2 separate regions of the Triticum aestivum genome follow, and region 1 is linked to region 2. A link is a contact called in public Hi-C data. All regions are on one chromosome and are shown on one strand. Each heading gives the region's core, a stretch centred on a gene start, on an enhancer-like site or on the middle of the called end of the contact. The rest is flanking DNA. Distances are from core to core; before and after follow the strand shown.

The links. Hi-C and Micro-C count contacts between places; a contact is called where the count stands out from the background.
Region 1: a Hi-C map of leaf shows a contact between it and region 2, with 9 times the contacts expected there. The contact joins the enhancer-like site here to the promoter of LOC123091780 in region 2. A contact is called at or near these places in 1 of 5 Hi-C or Micro-C datasets (leaf) and 1 of 1 datasets of contacts at active chromatin or transcription factors (leaf).

What each region holds. Positions count from the first base shown.
Region 1 is chr4B:194,657,387-194,664,347 of IWGSC CS RefSeq v2.1, forward strand. No RefSeq gene overlaps it. Among protein-coding and RNA genes, the nearest start is that of LOC123091780, 130 kb to the left of the region's middle. Within about 2 kb of position 3,090, at least 3 of the 8 cell types and tissues checked have an H3K27ac peak or open chromatin away from gene starts, as enhancers often do. A contact at or near this core is called in leaf, where this site is marked.
Region 2 is chr4B:194,522,523-194,529,001 of IWGSC CS RefSeq v2.1, forward strand. LOC123091780 reads right to left here and starts at 4,719. Exons shown (of 17, transcript XM_044513392.1): 1 at 4,005-4,719; 2 at 3,578-3,641; 3 at 2,442-2,550; 4 at 2,319-2,357; 5 at 1,714-1,797; 6 at 1,574-1,635; 7 at 488-590. The coding sequence starts at 1,596.

The sequences.
Region 1 (6,961 bases), core at 1,840-4,339, 130 kb after region 2:
ACCCAAGCAGTGACTTGCTCATACTCAATAAACAGCTCATGCAGAGAGGTGCGGCCCAGTGTGTTGATGTAGACCAGGCCACGAGAGACGGACGACAAAGATGACCGCGGCTTTAGAGACGGCATAAACAGATGAGTCGGTCGTGGCACTGTAAGCCGGTGCGGATGGGCGAGTCAATTGCAGGCGCGGTCCCGCCTAGTTGATGTAGATCAAGCCACAAGGGCGGTGACTTGCGCACGTCCTTTGAATTGCGAGCAGACGCGATCCCAACAAGCTGATGTGGACCAGACCACCAGGGCAGAAGCTTGTGTGTGTTCCTTCATTAGGTGATATGTTCCGGATTATCCCCAGGAGGGATATTATCAATCCGCGCTCCATATCCGTGGTGTAAACCACATTTGTAATGAATAATGGTCCTGCATATAAAAATATACAAATCAAAGTAATTTATCCTTTGATAATAATAATATGTGTTTAATAAAATAAATTTTAGATGGATATCACCTGATGTTTGCGGATGGCAAACAACTTTGGATGACGAATGATCCGCTCACCGCAACAGAGGCGGCGGCTTAAAACACTGCACCGGTCGGCTCAGACGGTCCCTCCGGGTCATGTTTGACCCTCTTTTTCTTTCTTTCTTTCTTTTTTTTTTCAGCAGGCTTCAGTCGTGTGCCTGCAGGGTGAACGCTGGCCCAAACTCCATCAAGAACGCATGAGACCTATGTCCATGGAGTGACGTCATTTAGACCGTCAACCGATTGATCATCGCAACACTTGTTGCAATCAATTGTCTCTTCTTAGGCTTCAGCTGGTTTATTTGACAGCAGATGAAAAACTGACGACTCCTTGGTTTTCTCCAGACGAAATAGTGCTCGGGCTCCACATTTGATGACAGGCAGTTGGATCTTGGAAAGTGAGTACGTATATACTAGTACTAGTATTCATCCATTGTCTTTGTCCGCTTTATAAAATAGTACTCCCTCCGTTCGGAATTACTTGTTGCAGAAATGGATGTATCTAGATGTATTTTAGTTCTAGATACATCCATTTTCGAGACAAGTAATTCCGAACGGAGGGAGTACTTTGATATCTCGTATGGATGCTTGAAAACCAATTGCTGTGGTTAAAACACAGGCTAGCACTTGGAATACTAGTACTTCCTCCGGTCCCCTGGATTGCTCTTTGCATGCACACGGGCGCTCGGGCACGGCCGGTTTGACGAGGCCACGAAGTTGAGTACGACAGCAGCCTTGCGGCAGAAACGGACCGGCCGTGTGTCTTGACGACAGTCGACGAGTTGAAAGTGGGCCGCAGCAGCGGGCGTTTTACGGGCAACAGGTGACCCAAAGCACGGCGGCCTGAAGTAAAAGGGTGCCGGACGGAATGGCGCGCGGCCATGGCCGGTTCAACGCGGGAGGTGGCTTGTAGCTCGGAACGGCGCACGGCCATGGCGATTTGGAGGAGGCAGCCCGGGGGCATCGGTTTAAAGTAATAAGGCCGGGTCGTAGAAGCCAACTGTCGTGGTGCGGCGAGTCCCAGCAGTGCGGTAGCTCTCCTGCTGTAGTTTGAAATGGGCGGCGGCTCGCCGACGGCAGGAGCGAATCAGCGCGCACCCGCAGACACCGTAGGGGCGGTTTAACACCTAGTGACAGCTCGTCTTGCGGCTGAGGTAGCACCTGGCACGTCAAGGCAAGGGCCATCATCAGCAGCGATGTGATGCGGAGCTGTCCACAGGCGCAGGGAGGCTCTCCAGCGGTCTGACTACTGCAGTGGTGTCTGGTTTAGTGGTGGAGCAACACGGAAGCGAAACGGCGAGACGGCGTCTGCGGCGATTTACACCACCCACGACGGCCGAGCGGAGACGCGGCCGTGGCAAAGCGGCCCGTGGACAACCCGGCAAAGAACAACGGCGGTTTATCGCTGCAGAGACGGGGGTGATCCAGCGACCTGACGAGGCTGGTTTTGAAGAGGCAAAGCCATTCAGGAACGGGAAGCCCGAAGCGCGGGCAGTGATTCATCTGTGTTGGAGGTGGAGCGGCGATTTGCTGTGTCGGCGGTTCACGGCACGGCTGCGGTCACCGGTAGTGGACCGGCAAGGCGCGGTGAGGAGAACTGTGGCCGCTCGGTGAAACAACGGCGGAAGCAGTCCGCAGCGGTGGCCGGCCAGTTTGGTGCGGCGAAGGCAACTTGGCGAGGCAGAACGAGTCTGACTTGGAGGCGAGGCGAGACCACCCACGACCTGGACCCGCGGTCATTCTTGCTGAAGGAGCCAGCGGCGGATTCAGGCTTGGATGCTGGCGGGTTAAGCCGTCGGCGGTTTGCAGATGTAAACCGGTGAACAGCAGTAGGGCCGGCTCTTGCGGCCAACAGACTCCGGTCGGGGCAAAGGTGGCAGGAGTGTCACGGAGATCGGGAGCCGGGTCGCCTGAGTGGAGGCGCGGCACAGAGGGCCGCGGCGGTTTGAGCTTCGAGGCGGCCGGCGACTCACCGCGGCAGAACAGCGGCAGGCTACAACAGATCAGCAACAAGTGATGCCGACTCTAAGGCGAGGTGAAGCACGGTCGGCGGTTCGAGGTGTGGCGGCTCAATCAAGTCCGTCAGAGGCGACCGATGGTTTGCCAGTGAGGCGGAGGCGAAGTCAGGCCGGGCACGAGCAGCTCTCAATCGGGGACAAGTCGGCCGAGGCTGGCGGCTTCAGCATGGGCGGTTCGGAGACCTGAGTTCTTGGTTGAATCGGCCTCCGGATCGTGCGATGTCAGAGATGGATCCTGGTAGAGGCGTCTCACAAGCGGCAGCTCGGTGACCGAAGGATTTGGCTTGGTGATTTGATTAGTCCTACCCGCGGTCGGCGACTTGCGCGGTGATAGGTGTTGGAGGCAGGTTTGAAAAATGAGGCCGGCCCGGTGCGGCCTTTGCTGAAGACACGAGGCGCACGGTGGTGCGAGACATTAAGCACCGAGACAGCGGGGCGGTTCAGCAACGGCTGTGGGGCGGCCTGATGGTGACTTTGCGGAAGAGACCCGAGGCCATGGGCCCGCTCACAGCAGCAGGAGCAATCCGCGGCGGATCGCGGTATGGGCGGGCTGCCCTGGCACAGGCGACGACTCGGCGGTCCACGGCTCAATAGGCTGGCAAACGTAGCCGCAGTGGTGACTTGTCCGTGGGCGTGCACTTCAATGGCGGCGGTTTGGCTGCAACTTTGAGGGCGATGGCGACTCAGAGCCGGGGCATGTTGATGGCAGCTCGAGACCGGTCACGTCCACGATGGAAGGCCATAGCGGCAACTCGGCGGCGAACCTGCTAGTCTATTTTTCGGGTCGTATTCAATTTGACCATCAGTCTTCCTCCAGCAGTCCTTGACCTCTTTTGACTCGGATGGATGTACCAATCAAGGACAAAATATATATGAGGTAGTAGTACTCGAGTAGCATTAGCCCTCTTCCCAAAAAAGGAATAGTTGATGTTGGCTCTCACGTGGCAAAGTGTTTAGTTTAAGCGGTACTAGTACTTCGCTTTGATCTTTCGTCACGAGACGGTGGCCCGTCAGAAAAAATAGCCTTGGGACTTGAAACTATATATATACAGCAGCAACACAAACATGGCAGATCGGACCGATGCTTGTGGCATAGTAATCGGCCGCTGATTGTGGAAAATCCTTACCGGCTCGGTGGACTGGTGGTATGCTAACTTCAGAAAAAAGACTTCAGTCAATCTCGGCGGATCAAAAGTGATCAGATAAACCGCCGGACAGTAGCTACGATGGGACCGTAGCCCTAACTTCTTTGACTTTGGACAAATCTTATATCTGTCGCTTTGACTGTTTGATATTGAAACAATATAAATCTTTCGTTGATGATTCTTCTTCATCTGAAAAATCGCGAATTTCTTGATCCCTTAGAGATATCCCTCCAAGAACTCAACACCATCGTGCGAAAGCCCCACGATGGGCGCCAACTGTCGTGGAATAAACACGTCAGATGTCCTTAGTGTGAGGACTTAGTCGCGAGGCCAACACATCTATGTGGTAGCTTGAGAGGGGTTGAGCGGAATCGAGAGATGCAACACAAGACAATGGTTTAGACAGCTTCGGGCCCCGGGAAACATCATCCGGTAAAAACCCTACATGTTGTTTGAGGCTAGATCTCATTATCATCACGAGGGACTCGCCGTAAACCGGCTCTCCTCTAGTTGTGTCTAGCCCTAGAGATTGTTTCTTGCTTGTCCCTCTTTGGGGAGCCCTGCCCGTCCTTATATAAGTTGAAGGGGTGGGTTACATGTAGAGTCCAACTCGGACTTTAACTTAAACTATTTTGACTTCCCTTTCTGGGCTTCTTAACGTCTGCCGGTTTAACATTGTCTGCCGATTTAATATTGTCTGCCAGTTTAACATTGTCTGCCGATTTAACACTGTCTGCCGGTTTAACACTCGCCGGTTTACCGTCTGTCTTAGCCATCCGTCTTAATTCTCCGCCGGTTTAGCATCTGTCTGAGCCATCTGTCTTGACTCTCCGCCGGTTTACCATCCGCCAGTTTACCAAGTCCCAGCCGGTTTACAACTCTAGTCGGGTCATACCGCGGGGTATATCCCCGACAGGGGGTCCCCAGACTTGCCTGCCTGCGGCCCATGGCATGGCTCCCCCAGCGGCCTGGTACGGCCCATCCTCACCAGCAACCAGTCAAGACCCTCGCAAGGGGCCAAGCCTCGCGAGGCGGATAACACAAGACCTCCTCAGGGGCGGTCTCGCTAGGCTAGCTCGTGAGGAGTGGAGAGATCAAGGCGAGGGGCACCTCGTGAATTTCCCGTGATGTGAGCCATGACGACCATGGCCAGGCGGGTGCCAGCAGGCGCAGAGTACCTGTTTCCTCTTTGGTGCTAAAGGGGCAAGCGCAGGCGAGGAGTCCCGAGGCATCAGGCAAAGGTTTCCATATTGGTGCAACTAGACCAAGACTAGCAGGACGGCAAGATGGAGGTCACCACGGAGCCCATGACGACGTCACCACAAGAGCCTTTTGGCAGGCGAAGACCACCTTTTGTCAGGATAGCTTGTACTAGCTGTCCCCCTTCAAATTGGCCTTTGTGGGATCCCTTCCCGCCTAACATTTGGGGAGAGGACCCGGGCCTCTATAAATAGGACTAGCCATCACCTTAGTGAGAGGGATTCAGACCATCCTCAACCACACAAGCTCACCGAGCGCAAGAACACCTCTCCTCAGGAGACTGTTCTTCCCCTGTACTTGTTCATGCTCAGTGTCGGTGTCAAAACCGGCGGATCTCGGGTAGGGGGTCCCGAACTGTGCGTCTAGGCGGATGGTAACAGGAGAAAAGGGACACGATGTTTTTACCCAGGTTCGGGCCCTCTTGATGGAGGTAAAACCCTACTCCTGCTTGATTAATATTGACGATATGGGTAGTACAAGAGTAGATCTACCACGAGATTAGAGAGGCTAAACCCTAGAAGCTAGCCTATGGTATGATTGTTGTTCGTCCTACGGATTAAAACCCTCCGGTTTATATAGGCACCAATGAGGGTTAGGGTTACATAGAGTCGGTTATAATGGTAGGAGATCTACATATCCGTATCGCCAAGCTTGCCTTCCACGCCAAGGAAAGTCCCATCCGGACACGGGACGAAGTCTTCAATCTTGTATCTTCATAGTCCAGGAGTCCGGCCAATGGTCATAGTCCGGCTATTCGGACACCCCCTAATCCGGGACTCCCTCAGTAGCCCCTGAACCAGGCTTCAATGACGATGAGTCCGGCGCGCATATTGTCTTCGGCATTGCAAGGCGGGTTCCTCCTCCGAATACTTCATAGAAGATTTTGAACACAAGGATAGTGTCCGGTTCTGCAAAATAAGTTCCACATACGACCGTAGAGAGAATAATATTTACGCAAATTCAACCTGCTGACGTTTCCGTGGCGTGACATCACACCATGGCCAAGCCTTTATTCGAATCGTTTTTACTATCCCACCTCAGCGCGTTTAGCGAGGCGGTTTCCTTGGCACGTCTTGTCGAAGCAGAGATCGTGTCCGCTGATTCCGGGATTCTCATCAATACGGGCGTGGTAACCCAACTACGCCATCGATTACGGCGCTTGGGAGATAAGCGAGTTTTACCAGGCTGGTGGGGACGCATAGCTTCGTCCGTCCATATAAGGGGATAAGGATCCACTTTTTCACACACGCCTTCTTCCTCCTTTGTTCATCCATTTCCGCGCACTCGAGCTCCAGCGCCCAAGTCCGCACATCTCGCCTCAACCTTCGCCAGCCATGTCCAGAGGGGGAGGCAAGTGGATGGTCTCCTCCGTCACGGAGGGGCACATCAAAAAGCTGCGGAAGGCCGGATACTTGTCCAGCGACGTCGCGCATCGGCTCCCCGACAAGGGGCAGCTTATCCCCACCCCCAGGCCCCATGAGAGGGTGGTGTTCCTCACCCACTTCCTCCGCGGACTAGGTTTTCCACTTCACCCATTTGTCCGGGGGCTCATGTTCTACTACGGCCTGGATTTCCACGATCTGGCCCCGAATTTCATCCTCAACATCTCGGCGTTCATCGTCGTGTGTGAGGCCTTCCTCTGCATCCAGCCCCACTTCGGCTTATGGCTGAAGACCTTCAATGTCAAGCCGAAGGTAGTGAGCAGCCGCCAAGCGGAGTGCGGAGGTGCCATGGTGGGCAGGATGCCCAACGTCTTATGGCTCGAGGGCTCCTTCGTGGAGACCATAAAGGGGTGGCAATCGGGGTGGTTCTACATCACCGAGCCGCTTGACCCTAAATGGGCAGCGGCCCCCGAATTCCGATCTGGCTTCCCTACACAGCTCACCTCTTGGAAAGAGACGGGCCTGGCATGGGTTAATTCGGAAGAGCTGACCGGACTCCAAACCTGCGTCCAAAACCTGGTGAACAAGAAGGTCAAGCTTTTCAACGTAGTCCAGGTCATGCTCATCTGCTGGATCCT
Region 2 (6,479 bases), core at 3,469-5,968:
AGGTCAAGGAAATTATTTTACACTCAGGAGTCCATCAAAAACACTCAATAATATACGTCCTTCTTAGTGCAATTTACATTAGAAAGTTGGATGGGAAAAATGGGCAAGACTACTTAAATCCTGACATTATTCAGGATTTTGACAGTAAGCCATATTTTGCATTTCGTTTTTCATTCTCTCGTTGGGCCCACTACTCAGTGACACAGCCCAGTGGCAAAAATTAAATGCACAATGGCAAAAGTAAAATTTACAGACTTATAGTGGTAAGATTTTCCCTTTAAATCCTTCATTGAACAGAAAAAATTACCAGATAATCATTGTCGACACAGCAACACAAAACATGCGCACATCCAAGAGAGATTTAGGATGCTCTTTTAGTTCTCAACTAAAATCTGGTACTTTTTCAGTATGAAGAAAAAACCTTTTAAGTGAACTTGCACAGATTTATGCTGGTAGTAATGGCAATAAGAATCAAAAGCATGCTTACATTCAAGGAAGATTCTGTATGCGCTTTTAGTTCTGTCAGCTCCATTTGCAGGGCATCGTTCAAACGTTTCTGATCTTCCATTGCAGTTTGATATTCTCTCGTCCTGCCAATTAACAATCATGATACTCTGCACTTATCTGAAACGTGCAGCAAATCTAGGACATTCTCCATTCAGTTGTCGAATGTGGGACCCTTAAATAAAGCCTATGTGAAGTGTAGTTGTGATTTAAGAAACTACCAAATACAGAAACAGAAAGAATAAGTTCTGTGGTCACCACCCGAACGATATACTGCCTCTGTCCCATATTAATTGATGCTCAAACGGATGTATCTAGCAGTGAAATACGTCTAGATACATCCGTTTCAGCGTCAATTTAATATCGGACGAGGGAATAATTGTGTAAAGAATGTACAGTTAAACTTTGTGTCAGTACATTTAGACTATGGTACGCATATCTCCTTAGAGATGGGCAGCACAAATTTTAACTCGCACCGGAAGTTAAGAAAATTTAAGCACTGCCAAAATAAGGCCATGTACAATGCTAGGTGCTTAGAAAAATAAATCTGTTTTGCTTTAAGCACAAGTGGTTATTTGTAGAGTACAGGCGCTTAGAAAAATAAATCGGTTTTGCTTTAGACACCTCTGGTACACAAATAAGCACTGGTGCTTAAGAAAACAATGGTTTGTTTTTCTAAGCACTGCTCTAAGCTCCTAGCATTGTACATGGTCTAAGATTCCACTTTCCTCGCTAAACAAGAGAACATTGTTCCAAACTTAACTAGTGCCTTTTTTTATTAGGATGTGTTTCATAATGTGTGCAGTTGCAGGTCTGTCAATGCACCAGCCAACATTGATATCGGATGCTGGCCATTTTACAACCAACAAACTCACATTCAAAAAGAAAAACCCTGCAAGACCACTTATTTGTCAAGATCTTTAATACTGTAGATACCAGTCAGTTTCCATTATACTCGCCTCTGGGGAACTTGGTGAAACGACAAATTAACATTTCATCTTCCTTAAATAATTATATCTTAAATACCAGAGAACAGTTCAAGACATGTGAAATAGGAAATGAGTTGTACCTTTCCTCAAAGGTAGCGCACATTTTTAACCCTGCTTCTTCTCGCTCCTTTGCTTTCTCACACTACCAATTTCAAATGTCATGTATAAAACATTACATCTTTAGATACAGAATTGACTTAATAAGTAAATCAAGAAGAACCTCCAACAATGAACCATCTCGTTCAGCAAATGCTTGAGCAACGCTGCTCTGGAAAAACCTCACTTGCTGCTCTAGCTCCTTGGTCTACATTGTCATTGCAGGATAGAAGGTCATTTCCACAATAAGCTAGATTTCTTGTAAACAGAAATTTAGGAGGTTAAAGAATTAGTGACCTAAATTCCACAAAATATCAAGTTTTAAGTAAGCATATGAGGCCTTTATTATCTATTTCAAGTTAACTGAAGTGAAATAATGTTAAGCAAAGGCCCCAAAGGGTACCTTCTCTAAAAAGACCAACCAAGACTCGGAATATGCCTATCATGCTTGAAATGATATTTTACTTTCAGGCTGCAGATTTTGAATAAGCACAATTGTTAGTGTTTTGTTTAGTTGTGCGGTGTCTGAATGATATGTGGGTCTAGCTATAGGTGAGCATAGATATGTCATTCCATGTTCAAGCTCAAGGGACTTCACTCCCTATACTACTTGTACGTGGATGATGGAGAACAAGTATAAAATTATCTGCCACTAAACATTAGTCGGCAAAAGTTACAACATTATTGACAAAACAACAACACTCAATTGTACAAGTCAAAGTATGAAACCTTTGATAGCTCAGCACCATATAAATCAGCAAGCTGGCTCTGAAATTTAAGTAAAGCAATCATTAGAAGAAAGAAAAAGAAAAGCAGATACAAACAATAGTACAGCGAGGAAGAGAAGCACACCTTAACTCGATAAGCCTCAGCAAGCTCCTCTTGCAAATTTTGGTTCTCTCTTAAGCATCCACTTAACTTCTTCTGAAGGATCTCAATATCCTGCTCCAGAGCTGTTGTCCTGGATAGTTAAAACAAAACATTGGTTTACTTTCACTACAATGATAACAATGGAACATGGACAGAACCTATGGAAGCACCTCTGAGAAAGCATTCGAGTTGCAACAGAAACATAACCAGGCCCAGCTTGTTGCATACATAATTGCTCGATATCTTTTCTCAGTTCATCACGTTCTGACAAACAAAGAATGTTTCAATCAATAAGTGTACGCCTATACCCCCACATAAAAGAAATACAAGAATGAAAACTGGAACTACTCCCAAAACAACTAGTCTACATGAGCAACTTTGAGAAAACAGAACATGGTGTTCTCTCCATTCAAAAGGTCAGCAATCTGAAGTATGAGAAAATAGGTACATTGATCTTCCATTGAAAATCTCTGATTGCTAGTAACATCTGCCGATAGTTTCCAACATGTTAACCATGTACACATGACATCCAAAGGAAGCAACACTGCTGAGTACTAAGATATACTCCTATGACTGAACAAAGCTGTAGAAGGTTGGAATTATTATAAAGACTCATAAAATGTCTATCAGAAACAATGTAACATAATTAGCCAAGGACTTCAGCAGCTACTTCATGTACTTTCCCAAATTGTACAGCAAGCCACCATTAACAGAGTGAAAGAAATTTTAGAAAAACTATTGCATTCTTCGCAAAAATTATCTACTCAAATATGCGAGAATAGCTGAATTATGACAGGGCACATATTAGTGAAGGAACTCTAGTGCATTATCCGCTTTTATATCTTGAGGTCATTACTGAAGGAAGCCAGGAACTAGTACGATTCCCCCTGAATTTCCATTGGAGTGCCTCTATTCCAAAAAGGGGTGAGGGTCCTGAATTGAACTACTTGCACAGAGAAAACAATGTAGCCAAACTAATCACTAATCTGCAGGCTGAAGTGTTATATATAATGAGAGCAACTTCTATTGGCACAGGAAACAATCAGTATGTTAGGGTTATCACTGAAAGTATAAAGGAATGAATGATAATCTTGTATATGACAGATATGAGTGAGTACCCCGCTGGAGTTCTTCAACTCGACGAGTTAACACCTCACCATCTTATGGCTTCTCATCCATTTTCTACAGAAAAACAGATAGAATAAGATTAATGTTCTTGAATAAAAATGCAAATGAATTGATATCCTACATGCCATAATGTAACATAAACATCAAAGCCGTGCAATGGAAGCCTCAAGTTCTGAGCACAAAATAGTAGTAATACCGCAGGCTTGCAGTGAAGCAGGGGTGATCCCCTAGACCCGCTTCTTCCTACCAAAGCAGAAGAGGAAGAAAAAATGTGCTGCAGCACAGGGGACATGGACGGATTTCTCCCAAGATTCCGGACTCGGAATCGCCACAATTGCACAAACGCGGACGAAACCCTAGCCTGCTAATCGGGCCAAAAATGAAGCATAGGCTCGACTGGGATTCAGCAAAGCCTACCTTGAATCCACACGGACTTATGGCCGGGTTCGTCTCCTCCACGTAGTCGTCGAGAAGAGCACCGCCGCTCGCTTCGCCGCCGGCTCCGAGGAAGACAAGACGAGGTTTCGAGAGCTGTCTCAAAACCAGATGGTCGCTCCTCGTGGCCTCACATGCGGAGCCTGAGGGCATGTACAACAGCGATGAGTCAGCAGTCTGTAAGCTATTGCCAGTTAGGATTTTCGTCCACGTGGAGGAAAGAGAAGGAGGAGAGAGAAGAAGGGTGTCTGCAATTCGGCAGACGGTCAATATCCCAAAAATCGCTAGCAATCGACGGCTTTTTTCCAGTTGTACGCTCAGGTGTCTGTAGTTTGCAGTTTCTTCCCCAAAACGCATAGATCCCGTTCTCCAGGAACCAAATCCGGTGATTTTTCTTCTTCTTCTCAGTCGCTGGCGGATCTGGACGAGACCATCTCCTGCATCATTATCCTCATCGCGGAAGAAAGGCAGGACGTGTGGTGCCGGGAAGAGGCCAGGGGCAGTGGTTATTGTGGGGGAGGGGGGAGGTGATGACCGGCCCGGGATGGAGACGGTGGGGGCGGCCGGAGATGGAGCTCGTGCTTCTTCTTCTTCTCCCGCTACAGGTGCAGTGACATGGGGCGGCGGCCGGTGATGGTAACTACGAGGATGACAGGATCGAGTTCATGGTGCTCACTGCAGCAAACAAGCAGAACGGTGGTAGATCAAATATGTCGTACTTCATGCATTTTACGGTTTCTTGTACAGACACCTAAAAAGACAGCTTGTTGTATGAAGTGTCTAGATTTTTACGGTTTCTTGTACAGACACCTAAAAAGACAGCTTGTTGTATGAAGTGTCTAGATTACAGTCTTTGGGTGATATGGACACACGCTACAGATGATGGCTGTCTAAGCTAATGTACATGCCCCGAGAGGCGGGCCAGAGCGGCTTCGGTCTACAAGTGCCAAGGAGAATATCGTGCAAGCAAAATGTTGACGTGGCAAAATAATTAGGACAACGCTACCTATACATGTGATGGGAGCCAAATCCGCTCACACATCCTATAACACACGGACTGCATCACGTCATCGCATGCATGCATGTGAGAATCTTTTTGGATTTCCAGTTTTTAAAATGTTTTATCTCTTAAATGAAAAATCCGATTGAAGATCCATTTTCACCATTAAATCCCTCGCGGCAGGATCTTCGAAACTAGATCTCATATCAATATATTTCGATAAATTTTTTTGGTTAAAAGTTGTCATGTCTATTGCACATGAATTGTCACGATGTTTACACTGAAGTTGTCATGATATGTTTCAGCTATTTTCTTCTACATTTAAAAGTAAAATTTGACATATTATAAAACGGGAAATTAAGAAACTAGACTTTTTCATGAACCATAAACTAAAATTGTCATGATACATGCACTTAAAATTGTCATGGTTCATACAAAAACTATTTTTCATGGTCAAAGTGTTGGAATTGCCATTATCAAAAAACTAAAATTGCTATGCTCTACAAACTAAAATTGCCACATGACAACTTTAATTTAAGCACTATAGCAACTACGATGTAAACGTCATGGCAACTTTTGGGCAAAACAAAATTTCATCGAAACATATCAACATGGGTTCTAGTTTTGAAGATCTCGTCGAGACGGATTTAATGGTGAAAACCGATTTTTAATTCGGTTTTTAATTAGGAGATAAAACATTTTTAAGCCGAAAACCAAAAAGATTCCTGCAGATGCCATATGTTCATACGTGGCAAAATGAGTGGTGATGCAGGCGTGTGGGTAATATACAAGATGCCACACGTGTGGGCGTTAGTTTTTTCCAATAATTAAAGGATGTACAATGATTAATAAGGCAGCCTTGCGAATCAACCTATAGTTGGATGGTTAGAGCATCTTTAGCACACCCTATATATCGCTGACCCGCAAAAATTATTTACAATTTGCGGAAAAACGGTTTTGTGAGCCGTCGCAGGTATTAGATGCGGTTTTATCTGAATTTGACACATATGCACATATTCATAATTACTAATTTGCAATATAAGAAAATATCAATATTACAATACAGCAATCATTCAGATTACAATAATTATTCAAATGTCCAAAGCAAACTAAATAATTCAATACAAAACTTGTCCTGAATACAAACCACACGTGAATTAAATGAAAATGAATCAAAAAATGAAATGTGTTACTGCCCAGCCCTTTGCTAATGGTGCTCAATGAGATCCTCCTAAAGTTGAAGTGAGTATTTGCATTTTCAGTCTCCTTGTAGGTCTGAAGAAAACATCTAATGCAGTTAGGGTCTCTAACTGGTTTGACATGGCTACCCACATTGTCGTAGAAGAACTCCAAGTCCATGCCTCTCTCATCTTCGATAATCATATTGTGAAGAATAACACAACATCTCATGATGTTTTTCAAGGATCGCTTGTCCTAAAAATAAGCAGGACCACGAA